2 separate regions of the Mus musculus genome follow, and region 1 is linked to region 2. A link is a contact called in public Hi-C data. All regions are on one chromosome and are shown on one strand. Each heading gives the region's core, a stretch centred on a gene start, on an enhancer-like site or on the middle of the called end of the contact. The rest is flanking DNA. Distances are from core to core; before and after follow the strand shown. Region 1 overlaps Tnfrsf21 (tumor necrosis factor receptor superfamily, member 21). Region 2 holds the start of Tnfrsf21 (tumor necrosis factor receptor superfamily, member 21).

Region 1 (7,390 bases), core at 1,793-4,292, 42 kb after region 2:
TTGAAGTACACAGAACTGCTGGAGGAGCAAGGCTCTTCCAGCTATAGCCTTGAACGTTCATAAACAAGTGCACAGTAGCCAAGTGACCAGAGGCATCCAGTCGGGCATCCAGCCTTGAATTCTGCCTCTAGGTCTTAGGGGAAAGGAATTTACTATTATAAATATATTTTCAGGCCTTTACCCAACTGTCTTCCAATGTAAGTTCTTTGAGACAGTGAAAAACAAGTTAGCATTTTCCCTACAAAGGGCCTGAATACAAGTAGAAGAAATAATATCCTTAATGTGTGTCCTTAAATCAGCCTGGTCAGACATGACATAAACAACTTTTACAAAGGAGAAAGGCTTTCTGAAATTGTGCTGAAGGGTCTTCATAAATCATTGGTTTGTTAATACTGCAGCCAATGTATAGAATTCAATGTATTTGGTTGGTGGATTACATCAGAGTTGCAGTTGGCTAAAAGCAATACCTGATGATGTCATAGCTGGCTGCATATGATCAAATCTGAGACACTACCAATTGGGAGACCTACCAGTATTGTTAGATAGCTGTAAGGGAGAAAACAAACCCATGACAGGTGTACCTGAGCCATGGGAAGGCATAGGTTTTGATACGCATTTGCACAGTCAGAGTGATGATAAAACAAGGTAGGATTTTAGCCATACTTTTGCTTTGTGCAGTCTAAGCACACAATCCTGGTGTGGTTCTAAGTCTTTATGTGCTTGGCCTCCAGCAGCATTTAGCACTCGTGTCCTGTTTCCTTGATACACCTTTTCCCTTCTATAGACTCCTATTCTCCTCCTGTATTGCTGACTGTTTCCTCTTGCTCTCCTTGGCTGGTTCCTCCTTCCTCTCTCGGACTTGTACATAGTGGATCACTTTTTATATGTGTGCGCTTTCCCTACCTCAGAGATCCAAGGTGACTCTAGTTTGTGTCAAGTTGACAAAGGGTAACCAGTACACTCAGAGTATTGTGTCTGTCCTGGGGCTACAGCCAGCCTTTGTCTCTCCTGACTCACGACTTCTGCTGTTCATCCCTCTCTTTCAAGGAAGGCTTTCACATAGGTTCTTATTGGAAGCAATCGTTTTAGATGTTTATGTCTCCAAAGACAAAAGAGCCTCAACCCTTCTTCCAATGGGGAAAAGTCAGAGTTCGGGTGTTAATAACGACAGAATCCGGAGCTTAGCATGTTCTGTAGAATACCATTTGTCATGATAACCGTTTAGTGCGTCATGCCTCTAGTCTTAGGTTTTCTTGTTGTGGACTGGGAATGTCTCACCACACTTGGAAGAACCCAGTGAATGCTGCCATGACCTCCCACGTGTGGTAGGGATGGGACAGTAGCACTTTCTCCTCCACTTACCATATAGGTGATTTTAGATGTGACTTACCCCAGTAGTTGTGGGATTCGTGCAGCATGAGCAGCAGAAATCCACTGCCTGCCCGCCACTCAGTGCTGAATACTGAATGGTCCATAGTCCATTCTCCCAGAGACCCTTGTCAATGCAGATCTGGGACAGGTAGAGGAAAGTGCATTACAGTATTGCCAAGGTGTCGAAATAGGCATTTACCACTTGATACCATGTAAGTCTTCTTACCTTTCCTACCCGAGGAGCGGAAGATACTAACATTATTAAGGTTGTTCTTTGCCAATGGCAAATGGTAGAGTTTAAAACCTTATCTCATGACTTTCATTTTATCATTTTTCTATTAAGTTGACCCTTTGTTTTCAGGGCTTCTTCCCCTGACATCCAACACCACCTACGTTCCTTGGCAGTTCCTGGAAGATGCAGCCTCTGGCTCATATGATTTGATAGCCTCAACAGTTTCTTTAAAATTGTTGATCATTAGAGCCAGGCATAGTGGTTTATGCTTTTTAAGTCTAGCGCCTGAGAAGCAGAGGCAGGGGGATAGCTGATGGTTTGAGCTATCTCAGTCTAGACAGTCTAGACAGGAAGCTCCAGGCCAGTCAGGGCAACAAGACTCTTTGAGGTGGAAGAATGTCAATCAATCTCCAGAATTCCAGCATCCAGCAACATTGGAAAAAGCAATGCTGGGTTCACTATTTCTGTGCCAGCCCGCTAGTGGACTGAGGACTTGATAATTTTCAATGTAAGTGCAAGGAGAGTGAACCTTCCATAAAGTTGAACGAAGCAGATCAGTCAACAGATAGAGACTGTATCTGTGTTTTAGGATTCGGAACTTTACTTGGACAGAGGCCAAGAAATGATCTGTTTCCTATGCTGTTGTTTCATATATAAACTGATGACTGAGTGGGATTGTTCACTGTCTTCACTAAAATACCTGTCAATAGGTGTATGCTCTCTCTGTGTGGCTAGTTATCAACTCTCTAAATAACTGTAGTCCATGACCGTATCGACCTCACTATCTTTCTGTAGATCAAATTGTATTAGAACCCTACAACAAATTGTAGCTGTCCCAAGAGCCGTTTTCTTACTATGATAGTGTTTAGGAATCATGCGACAAAGACTGACACGCTCTCAAAGTCTCAGACACTTTTGCTGGTACAGAGTTTGTTGAGTTTGGCATGGTTAGGGTTTAATTTTGAAGAAAAGAAATAGACTGTCTAGCCTCAGAGCAAACTGTCCTAACGTCAGTGTGGCAAGAACGAATAGTCCAGGAAGAAGCATTCACACCATGGCCAGCCTGGAACGGGCTCATATCAACACCGGATGGCCGTGTTCAGTGATAAGGAGAGTTACAGGGGCTGATTACATTACTCTCTTCTGTCACACTCCCGATTAACGACAACAGAAGCCGAGTGGCCTTGTAGTGGTCCCAATCTCTTTACATGAGATTACCAATAATATGAAAGGCTGTCAATACATGACTCTAAGGTTTACATGCATCTCTATGTCATAAACACACTGGTCTTTCCATATTGTTTGAGGTAGGGTTTCTATTGCCGTGATAAAGCTCCATGGCCAAAAGCAAGTTGGCAAGGAAAGGGTTAGTTGGGCTTGTGACTGTCAGGCCATGCTCTGTCAGTGAGAGAAATAAGGGAAGTTACCTCACAGAGGGCAGAAACAGGGAGGCAGGAAGTGAAGCAGAGCCCCAGAGGAGTGTTGCTTATGGGCTTGCCTCTCTTGTTCAACCTGCTTTCTTATAGCACCCAGGACCACTTGCCCAGGGGTACTGGAGCCCACAGTGAGTTGGGCTTTTCCTACATCAATCATTAATCAAGAAAATGCCCCACGGGTTTGCCCACAGGTCAGTCTGATGGAGGCATCTTCTTAGTCAAAGCCCCCTGTTTCCAAAAGACTCTAGTTTGTGTCAAAATGACATAAAACTAGCCAGCACAGATATTAATATTCAGATATATGTTTGTGTTACACTGGTCTCTCAGTATCCACAAATACATATATGTCAGCTGAATCTTTCAGTATCCAGACCTGTATATGACACAGATATTAGTCTTTTAACATTCATAGGAGACTGGTCTTAGAGTTATTAATATCATAATATGTTCTGAGGTCTTTTGGTGTCCATGGGAGACTGTTCTGAGGGCCCGTTTAAGTGTGCCAAAGTCTGAAGCTACTGAAGTCCTTTATGTAAGATGGCATAGTACTTGTATATAATCTATACACACACTCCTGGATATCTTAAATCCTCCCCGGATTACTAATAATACATCACGTAATTTGAATACTTTGTAAATAGTTTTTCTGCTGTATCATTCAGAGTAGTCATCGTCAAAGATGCCTGCACACATCCAGCACAAATGCAGAGTTCAAGAAAACATGCTGGAGATGGGGGTGGTCGTACATGTACATCCTTCCTGGAGCTAGACATGGCAATCATGAATTTAAGGTGACTTCAGTTCATTTTTAAAGATGATTTTGGTTTTGAAATTATGTATGTGTGTTTGCCTGTATGGCGTCCACGTGCCAGTGCAGTTGATTGAAGAGGTCAGAGGAATGGAGCCCCTGGGGCAGTAGCTATAGGCCTTTGTGAGCTACCTGCTGTGGTGCTGAGAACCAAACCTCTGTTCTCTGCAAGAGCTGTGCACTCTTAGAATGCCTGATACATTTCTCCACCTCCTCAGAATCAGTCTCACGGGGAGTTGGAAGCCAGCTTGGGCCACATGAGGTCCTTTCTCAAGAAACAAAACAAAACAGCAAAGAAACCAAAAGAGTTAAGCAAGGCCCTATCTATCTATCTATCTATCTATCTATCTATCTATCTATCTATCTATCTATCTATCTATCTATATCTGTCTGTCTGTCCATCTAATTTTTTTTTTTGATCTAGAGTTGTTTAAACTCACAGATACAGAACTCACTTATATGAAGTGTGACTAATGTGTTTGATGTTTGTGTTGTGAATACATTTAGAAAGGAATAAGAAGATAAATAAAAAGCAACGAGGAAAGAGGAATCTGAATAAGTGTCTCTGAAGCCTTTCTGAGCACATTGCTCATTCTTCCCGATTTGGCTTATTACTCTAACGTTGTGCCAATCTCTATAGTTGTATGGCTTCTCCCTCATCCCTTTTCTCTGCCCGTATCTCTCTGTGTGTGATGTGCTGACAAGTACACGGGGCAGGGTCTCTTGGGTGAACCCGTCGATTCAGCTAGTCTGGCTGCCATCTTGCTCCAAGGATCCCCTCTCTTCCACACTCTAAGGGCTGAAATTACAGGAGGCCCACCAAGCCCAGTCCCCCAACAGAAAAACTGCCCAAAGTCTGACTGTTTTCGGTGTTCATGATATCGATCCACTTTTTGTTAATAAATTCCTCTGCCTTCATATTTCAGAAAGTGTGATGCTCACAGATTAGCCTGACAGAGTGGCTGCTCCTCAGACAGCTACGAAATATTCTATAAGTCTCTCTCTTTTCCCTGGTGGTGATGGAGAGGGCGGGACCAGGGACTAGTTCTGATTGGTTTTCTCCCTTGGGTTCGGTGACAATACTTTGAAAGACTACTGTCTCCTGGGAGAGCCACTGTCTATTGTATCTTTAAATTATCAAATCCAGAATGGGAGCCGACAGTGGCCGAGGGCGCTGCTGGCACAGGCATTTGTGGAGCCGACTCTGCATTTTACAATGGAAACGTCTCATGGGGGAAGAGGGCAAGGCGGAAACCCAACTCTTAGAGGTTTTAAATTTAGTTTGAAGTTCATTTGAGTTCAAGAAAGGTGTCATTGTCCCCGTACTTCTGTTTTTCTTCTCATTTCTTCCTATTTCCTTTCTCTTTATTTTTGTGACCAAAAAAAAAAAAAAAAAAATCCAGAGCGTTGGGTGAGGGATTTGTTCTTAAGGCTTTTAGAGTCTGTAATTACTCTGTAAAGTATTTGCATGCATTGAGCCTCAAGTTTCTATGTTCAGCATATACGAAGCATTTAAAATCACATAGCTATTTTTTTGTTTGTTTGTTTTTCGAGACAGGGTTTCACTGTGTCACAGCCCTGGCTGTCCTGGAACTCACTCTGCTTGAACCCAGAGATCCACCTGCCTCTGCCTTCTGAGTGCTGGGATTAAAGGCGTGTGCCACCACCGCCCGGCTCATGTAGCTAATTTTTAAGACTAATTACCTTCATAGGAAGTGTTGACTGCCAGGGATGACAGTGAGCCTCTCCATTGTAAGTTGAGGAAATGCACGTGACAATTAGTGGTTTGCCCAAAGCCACACTGTCCTGGGCTTCATGCAGATGGAAACAATGGTCCTACTTAGAAGCAGAAGCACCCGTGTTTTCATGTAAGACACCATGGGCCTTAGCCAAATTGACCTAAATTAAGAATCAGGGACTAACAAGCCTTTCGGTGTTTGGAAGAGCCTACCACATTAAACCACATTGACCACAAAGAGCTGGCTTGTTTCTTCAAGTTACCTGCAGAAGTTTTAAATAGACTTTGGGTTTGTCTTCTTCTTCTTCTTCTTCTTCTTCTTCTTCTTCTTCTTCTTCTTCTTCTTCTTCCTCTTCCTCTTCCTCTTCCTCTTCCTCTTCCTCTTCCTCTTCCTCTTCCCCTTCCCCTTCCCCTTCCCCTTCCCCTTCCCCTTCCCCTTCCCCTTCCCCTTCCCCTTCCCCTTCCCCTTCCCCTTCCCCTTCCCCTTCCCCTTCCCCTTCCCCTTCCCCTTCCCCCTCTCCCTCTCCCTCTCCCTCTCCCTCTCCCTCTCCCTCTCCCTCTCCCTCTCCCTCTCCCTCTCCCTCTCCCTCTCCCTTTCCCTCTCCCTCTCCCTCTCCCTCTGCCTCTCTCTCTCTCTCTCTCTCTCTCTTGAAGGAAACTCATTTGCTTGAGATCAAAAGCTGTACATCTGGCTAAAAATTGCTAGGAAAACTGAAAAGCCAGCTGTCTGAGACTCACCATGAGGAGAACAGCAGTGTCTCGATTAGCAGTTCTCTCTCTCTCTCTCTCTCTCCTCTCTCCCCCCCCCCTCTCTCTCTCACACACACACACAGTAGCATTCTAGTTTTGTGGACAAGAAAGGAGCCTCCTATTAGAATCCTATTAGAATCTTTGGTTTTAGAAAGAGTTTTTAGGGGTTGACCTGGCCTGTATGTATACATGATCTCCCAACACATCTAGCCCTACAGAACTGAGTGGCAAGGAAAGAATTTATGGTGAGTTCCAAGTCCACTGCTTTCAGAGAGATTTCTGTATTATTGTTCTTCGCTAGCATTTGCTAGCTCATGTCACAAATATTTTCATCAAAAACTGAAAGTTTTTAAAAGTGTCTTTTATTATTATTATTATTATTACTTTATTTTCTTCTTCCATAAACCTCACTTGGAAACTTGACCTCATCTGAAAAGAAATAAGTAATAAAGAGCTCTTTTTAAGCAAGCCATTACTACCACTAACAGTTCTGGTGTAGAAAATCACTCACACTCCTATTGACACAAAACACGGCATATAAATCCAAGCTCAAGCAGCTTACGATTGTAGAGAGAAGCAGCCGGAGACACCAGACACCCCTTGCCTGACAGAGGCTTCCGCCAGGTGCTTATCTAAGACTGTGGACCTGGGGCTTTAATTCTACCCTAGATCCATCGGATTTAGGGACTAACACACGTGTTCACGGAGATGACAGGTCACTGATCGCTTGATGACCATCGAATAACCTCCACTTTGACCTCAGGTGCATTCGGTGCAGAGAAATGTGATGAAGTCTCTTTAGAATCCAGTTCATTCTGACCAGAAGTCTCCATCTCTCTGCCCACTGTGCTCGCCCGGGGCACCCTACCTTCTCGATAACCACACAGTGGCTAGCTGTCCTAGTTAACAGGTTAAGATAATCATTTCACTTAGCAGTGCTCTTGGGCTGCTGAGCCATGAAGTGCTCCCTTTAAGTGAAAAGGTAGACTTCTCAACTTAAAGCTAACTCCTATAACTGAGGATGTGTTCACACCCCCACACCGCAGCTGCTACCT
Region 2 (6,593 bases), core at 1,382-3,881:
GGCGAGGAAACCAGATTTGTACAGTTTTGGAAGAAACATGCAAAGTTTAAATTCGGCTGGGGATCAGAGGCAGTTATTTTATGGCAAAGATGAGATTGGTTTTGTCCAGCTTGGCCTCATTTGTACCTCTCCATTTTAGCTATAGTCACATCTTATTAATACTTACCTCACTCTTTGGAGCTTAGGCAGAAAATCCATTATTTATGGTTGAGTATTCACCATTTATGTGTAAGTAAGGACATCTGTATGCCATTGAATATGTGGTTGTGAAGTAATTAAAACAGTTTACAGTGTAAAATGAAAGACATTTCTCTATTTTAAACATGCAATAGAGAAATGGCATTTTATATATTGTTTAGAAAGATTTATTTATTTATTTAATGTATGTGGGTACACACTGTAGCTGTACAGATGGTTGTGAGCCTTCATCTGGTTGTTGGGAATTGAATTTAGGACCTCTGCTCGCTCCAGCCAACCCCATTTGCTCTGGTTGGCCCCACTTGCTCCATCCCAAAGATTTATCTATTATTATAAATAAGTACACTGTAGCTGTCTTCAGACACACCAGAAGAGGGCGTCAGATCTCATTATGGATGGTTGTGAGCCACCATGTGGTTGCTGGGATTTGAACTTAGGACCTTCGGATGAGCAGTCAGTGCTCTTACCTGCTGAGTGCTGAGTCATCTCACCAGCATTTTATATTCTAACTAGATTCAATAGACACTTTTGTTTTGTTTTGTTTTGTTTGTTTTTTGTTTGTGATGAAGAATACTAAGGGGTTTTTACTTAGTTAGCAGTAAGCAAGATGAACTGAATATATTGTATCAAGAGGCATCGAGATTGCATGGCTGTAACTCAGGTGGTGATGAAGGAGGATAACCATCCCCTGGAGGCTAACCTGAGCTACACAGCAAGACCCAACCCAAAAGCAGCCAGCCAACCAAACCAAACTCAAACCCAAAGGCCCGTGAAAAATTGAATTCTGATGATTAGTGCCCCATAAGGACCTTATGGAACATGAAAACAATAGGAAGAACAAAGAGAACGAGCAGGTCAGAACCACACTTACCCAAATTAAAGTCTCCCAGCTTGGAAGATCAAATCATACATTACCTCAAGTAACTCATATTTGTCTGCAAGGTGTCAGCTGACCCCTTTTCTTTAATATCTCACTTCCCACCCCCACCCCCTTTTAAACAGAAAGACCTTTGATTGTGGTGGCCAATAATTTGAAGTTTTGAAGAATTAATTGGCCCTATTATACATGAAGACATAGTAATCCCCCTTCACTTTTGGAAGCCTCGGAGAGAGTTTGAGAATTTCAAGTTGAAATATCACCCCCTTTCACAAAATTCTGTATTTAAGGATAGTATTTTTCAGAATTTAAAAAAATTTTTTACTGGAAACTTAATATTACAGCATTCCCCTTCAGGGTTTATGGTCAAGCTTTTTTAAATATATGTTTTATTTCTTTAACTGGCAGATGTTTGAAAGATGAGAGTAGGATTAATCCTCATATTAATTTTTAAATACATCTCATTCTTCCAAAGAATGCCGAGAAAAAGAACCAACTCTCCATGTAGTAACTGGCAAGGAAGGAAATAGGGCTCCTACCATGGCAACTCCCTGTCAGGGATGCTTAGTGTTGTTTCTGTCCAGGTTCCTCACTGCTGAGAACAAATAGCCAACAATACTGAGAGACGGGGAGGTTTCTTCTGGCTAACAGTTTCAGGGATACAGTTATTGCAGGAGAGGAGAGGAGAGGAGAGGAGAGGAGAGGAGAGGAGAGGAGAGGAGAGGAGAGGAGAGGAGAGGAGAGGAGAGGAGAGGAGGCAGCTGGTTAAACCGGGTCTGCAGTCAGGAAGCAGGGGAGCCACACATAAATGCCGAGACTACACTTGCTTTTTCCTTTTGCTCCACTGTGAGAACACAGCAGACCTCAAAACACAGCAGTTTGGGAACCAACACACACGTCTCTTTGTGTCTGGCAATTGATGTAAGCTCCATGGTTTTTGCTTTTTTTCTAGCTCCTTTAATTGATTGATTGATTGATTGATTGATTGATTGATTTCTGAGACTGGATTTTGCTCTGTAAGCCAGGCTTGTGTAGAACTCCAATTTTGGCTGGCCTGGAATTGGAGAAGTTCATATTCTCATTATACAGAGTGCTTAATGGCACCGTTATGCTCAGGTCATTCATTCATTCATTCATTCATTCATGCATGCATGCATGCATGCATGCATGAGATAGGAGTTTTCTGTGTAGCTCAGAATTTCCCTCCAACTTCAAATTCTCCTTCCTCAGCTTTCCTGGCAATGAAAATACAGGCCTGCGCCATTATGCGCAAGTTATATTGGCTGTTGTTAATATTTATGTTAGGAAAAGAAAATAGTCTCTGTTTTACATACAATCTACTTGGAATCATTTTTTTTTTTTAAAGTTAAGTCGGGGTGAGGGGTGTGTGCAGGTTAACAAGCAAACGCAATTCCTCCAGCTAACGCCAAGGGGCACCCTCTCCTTCCCCTCGGTTTCTGGAGCGCCTTGAGTTCTTTCCATCTGCACAAAGAGCCCGGCCTCCTCCCGGGTGACATCACAAAGGGTCGTTCTCCGCCCCTTCGGCGCCACCACGTGTGTCCCCGAGCTGAGTGGCCATCCGACTCAGTCCCTCGCCGGCCGGTCTAGGCAGCGGAGGAGGCGAGTGCTTGATAGTGGCTGGAAGCTTCGCTATGGGAAGTCGCTCTTTAGCACTGTCGCGGCTAGCCCTGCTCTCTGGTTCTCCGCAGCCGCTGTCGTTGGAGAGCACCGGGAGGCGCGGGTTGCGAGCGCGCCTGCTTCTCACCGCCCGGGCGCCAGCGCCCCTGGGCAGGTGCTGAGCGCCTTTCGGAGCCTCCCCTGCTGCCTCCCTCTTCCGCCTGGGTGCCTGGCTGCTGCAGTGCACATGGGCTGCTGGAGGTAGATGGGCTCACCGCCCGTGAGGCGGCGGTGGATGCGGCGCTGGGCAGAAACAGCCACCAATTCCAGCTGCCGTGGGGCCGAGCGCCCCGGGCGCCGCTGCGAGCCCCGAGCTCGGCCATGGGGACCCGGGCAAGCAGCATCACCGCCCTCGCCTCTTGCAGCCGCACCGCCGGCCAAGTCGGAGCCACGATGGTCGCCGGCTCTCTTCTCCTGGTGAGCGATAGGAGGGGACCCTAGGGTGGCGGCTACGTTCGAGCCTGTGTCCGGGAGCCGGGCGGGTCCTCGGGCCCGTAGTGCCGGAGGCGCGCGGTGGGACCAGACGGGTTGGAAGGGTTGGTTACAAGGCAATAGCCAGACCGAGGAGGACTCCTACTAGATCGTGTGTGTGTGTGTGTGTGTGTGTGTGTGTGTGTGTGTGTGTGTGGTGAGCTAAGGCTAGTGAGTGTTAAAGAATTATTTTTCTTGCAATCTGGCTGCTTGAAGGAGGCGCGAGAGGTGTCCGCCTCGAGGTCCTGCGCATTTTTGGGTTTTTGCCCCCGACTCGGCCTATCTCGCACCCCAACACCCAGCCTCACCCCAATATCATTCGCTGCCAGACCCTCGGCGCGGTGCGAGGCCCGAGTAGTCCTGTCAGTAGCCAGCTGCCGGTTGTGGCCGCTCCTTTGTCGCTACTGCAATGTCATGTCCGGATGCTACCGCAGTGGAGACAGCCGGATCGGTGCGCTCCGGACGCGAGCAACCGCTGCATGCTTCCGCGCGCGAAGCTTTCCGGAGTAGGGCGCAGGCCACCCCTTGCTTCAGCTTCCTTGCTTCTCTCCTCCCTCTTAGTTCAGATGGGTCCTGATTTCTGCAAGCCAAAAGAAGAAGAAGAAGAAGGAGCCCGGGTGGGTGGTGGGGGTGGGGTGGGAGGGGGAGGAGGAGAAGAAGGACCCAGAGACCCAGGCGCCTCTAAAGCACAGGCTTGGAGCCAACCGGCGCTGTGGCTCTCAGTCGAGGGGGAGGGGAAAGAGCTACATAAAGGACGATTAATTTTCCCCATCCTTTTCTTATTTCTCCCTTTCTGTGTTTAGACATGTCACCAAGCAAGATGATGCAGGCTCTCTCAGCACCCAAATCTGGGGCGTGCCCGGATTGCAATCCTCCATCACTTTATCTGATCAAAACCTGACATCATCCCTTATCCAAAACTTACCCCCAGCTGGCCCTTTATTTCCAATATTGGGGCCAAGTGGGGAATTAGGTGGAAGAAAATTTGAATTCAAACCCTTGAGATGCTATAAACCAATCATGTCTTTCATCCCTGCAGGGAGGATGAAGGTTGTTAGCTAAAAACTAAACAAAAACAAAAAAGAGCTTGTTTTCATGGTTGGGCTGTGTAAGGGAAGGCAGGCCTCTTGTCTCCTTCCTCTAAAGGGCTTACTGCCTGGCCAGCCAAGATCTACTGCTTCCATCCCAAGGCATGACAGTTGCTATGGCCTGGGAATTCATTCTACAGACATTCTGGTTCTCTCTGTCTCTCTCTGTCTCTCTCTCTGGCTGACTCTCTTTCTGTGTGTGTGTGTGTGTGTGTGTGTGTGTGTGTGTGTGTGTGTGTGTGTGTGTGTGTGTGTTTAGGGAGAGAGAGAGAGAGAGAGAGAGAGAGAGAGAGAGAGAGAGAGAGAGAGAGGGCTAAAGAAAGTTTGTTGTTCTTAGCATTTATGAGGTAAATCTCAGTGTCCCTTGAGAGACGCTTTTCTGTCTTTTTATAACAATGGCAAAGTCCAAGCCCTTTAAACAAGTGTGGATAGTAAATAATCAGAGAGTCTTTGGGACCGTGGACTTGAATTGACAGTCTTAGATTGAACGAGTTCAAGGAAGCACTGATCCTAATGACCTGAGTTAGGTCCCTTGCTGAGTTCCCTCCAAAGGTCTTAGACCTGCTTCCGTGATGAGCATATACTGCCGTGTGTCCCTGCTCCACACAGATACAATCCTTATACAATACTTATAGATCAGTCCACTCAAATCCAATCTAAAGTTAGTGCTCAATGTATAGTCGTAATCTGGAATTATTTTTTAACTTTTAGCCTGATATATAGGTCCTTGAAGGTCTCAGCATAGTAAAACCATATGCTTTAAGTAACCAAGAAAGGGCCTAGTTCTTTTTATTAAATGATCAAACTCAATGTACCCACAGATTGCACCCAGATTTGCAACTGATGACCTACAGTATAAGTTTGACAGTTTGATGAAGTTTATGAAAGGTATTTTAGAGACAATCTCAAGGTGACGATGCTACAGGGTTCCTTGATTTCCTGGTAACTATGGCAAAAGGGCTTTCTTTAAATTGATGGAGTAGGAGGAGGGTGAGCTGACCATCCTGGAGTGTGGGAATACTCCAGGAAACATCAGGAGCTATGCAATGACCTTCTCCATCCCCACTTTGGACGGTCCAGTCATCAGGACGGGCCCTGTTTCTGTATACAACAGTGATCTGGTGACTCTGTTCTCAGGAGAATTGGTCCCATTGGTAATCTTGGCCACATTAACAGCAGACACCAGGTAGGACAGCTCAAGTAAACATGGTGTGAGGTACCTAGAAGAATAATGGGGGATACAGGAAGGTTAATGCTATGTATATACAGGGTGGTTAGATAAAGAAATAATGATGGCTTCCAATTGCCCTTCTCTCATTTTTTTTTCATAGCAGTCTTTGTTGTTTTTTGTGGCTCTTTTTTTTTTCTATCAGCATGAAGAGCTTACTATAGGCTCTGATATGTATGCCTATCATATGAACTTGTCAAAAGAGCAGCGAGCTAATTTATACAGAATATGCCACTATCCCTGTCAAACGGGTGTCACCTCCATTCTACGGATGAGAAAATAGTCTCCAAGAATCTTACTGGTCTGTTGTAGTATGTGGTGACTCTGGGCTGGAACTCCTTGGCTCCTACTCTCTCTCACCCACGTACCACACTGCCCGTTTCACAACTTCAAGTTGTTTGGTGAGTGTAAGGACAGAGAAGGACTGCTGGCAGGTAGCTGAGACGGTGGCTTGATTAATTGGGGAATATAAGTGAGACGTTCACAAGGACCTTTGGAGTGAGTCAGTCTAGTTGCTGGCATTTCTATTGCTGATGTGTTGATGTGACCGTGTCATGTTTGGAAGTTACTCACAAACTGAAATGCAGCATACACGTTCCAGGCCAAAGTTCTGTAAATGAGACATTTAGATCTGTAGTGGTTTAGGGATTGTCCTAGAAGGACTTGCTTACTGCAATGCTGGATGCAGTCAGAGGTGCCTCTTGCCTTTAGGGAGCTTGGTTTGACTATACAGATAGACTGATTGCAAGGGATGGTCAAGGGAGGAAAGCAACTTCCTTGGTAAAGACTTTGGATTTGGAGCTTTGGAAACTGCTGTTATCCACGGACTGAGAATTCCTGCACTGAAGGCACAGGGAAGAAGGCATAGCAGAAGAAGGAGTGGAAAGATTCTAAAAGCCAGAGGAACAGAAGTTGCTGTGAGATCGTGTCACCTGGAAATGTCCGGGAAGCTTCACTCATGAAGTTTCAACAGCATGGCTGCGTAAGCGGGATCTGATCAGAGAACACCAGTGGACAGGCTAACACAGAAGGGGGAACTTCATAGGGCCTCAGC

The links. Hi-C and Micro-C count contacts between places; a contact is called where the count stands out from the background.
Region 1: a contact with region 2 is called in a Hi-C map of neutrophils, with 4 times the contacts expected there. The contact joins the enhancer-like site here to the promoter of Tnfrsf21 in region 2. A contact is called at or near these places in 14 of 484 Hi-C or Micro-C datasets (LSK cells, the MNK3 cell line, bone marrow and 9 more), 9 of 115 datasets of contacts at active chromatin or transcription factors (the HPC-7 cell line, bone marrow-derived dendritic cells, embryonic fibroblasts and 5 more) and 2 of 9 other capture datasets (adipose tissue and pancreatic islet).

What each region holds. Positions count from the first base shown.
Region 1 is chr17:43,055,784-43,063,173 of GRCm38.p6, forward strand. All of the region lies in intron 3 of Tnfrsf21 (tumor necrosis factor receptor superfamily, member 21), which reads left to right. Among named protein-coding and RNA genes, the nearest start is that of Tnfrsf21, 43 kb to the left of the region's middle. Within about 2 kb of position 3,043, at least 72 of the 459 cell types and tissues checked have an H3K27ac peak or open chromatin away from gene starts, as enhancers often do. A contact at or near this core is called in the HPC-7 cell line, adipose tissue, bone marrow and 5 more, where this site is marked.
Region 2 is chr17:43,013,924-43,020,516 of GRCm38.p6, forward strand. It overlaps Tnfrsf21 (tumor necrosis factor receptor superfamily, member 21), which reads left to right and starts at 2,632. Exons shown (of 6, transcript NM_178589.3): 1 at 2,632-3,169. The coding sequence starts at 3,074.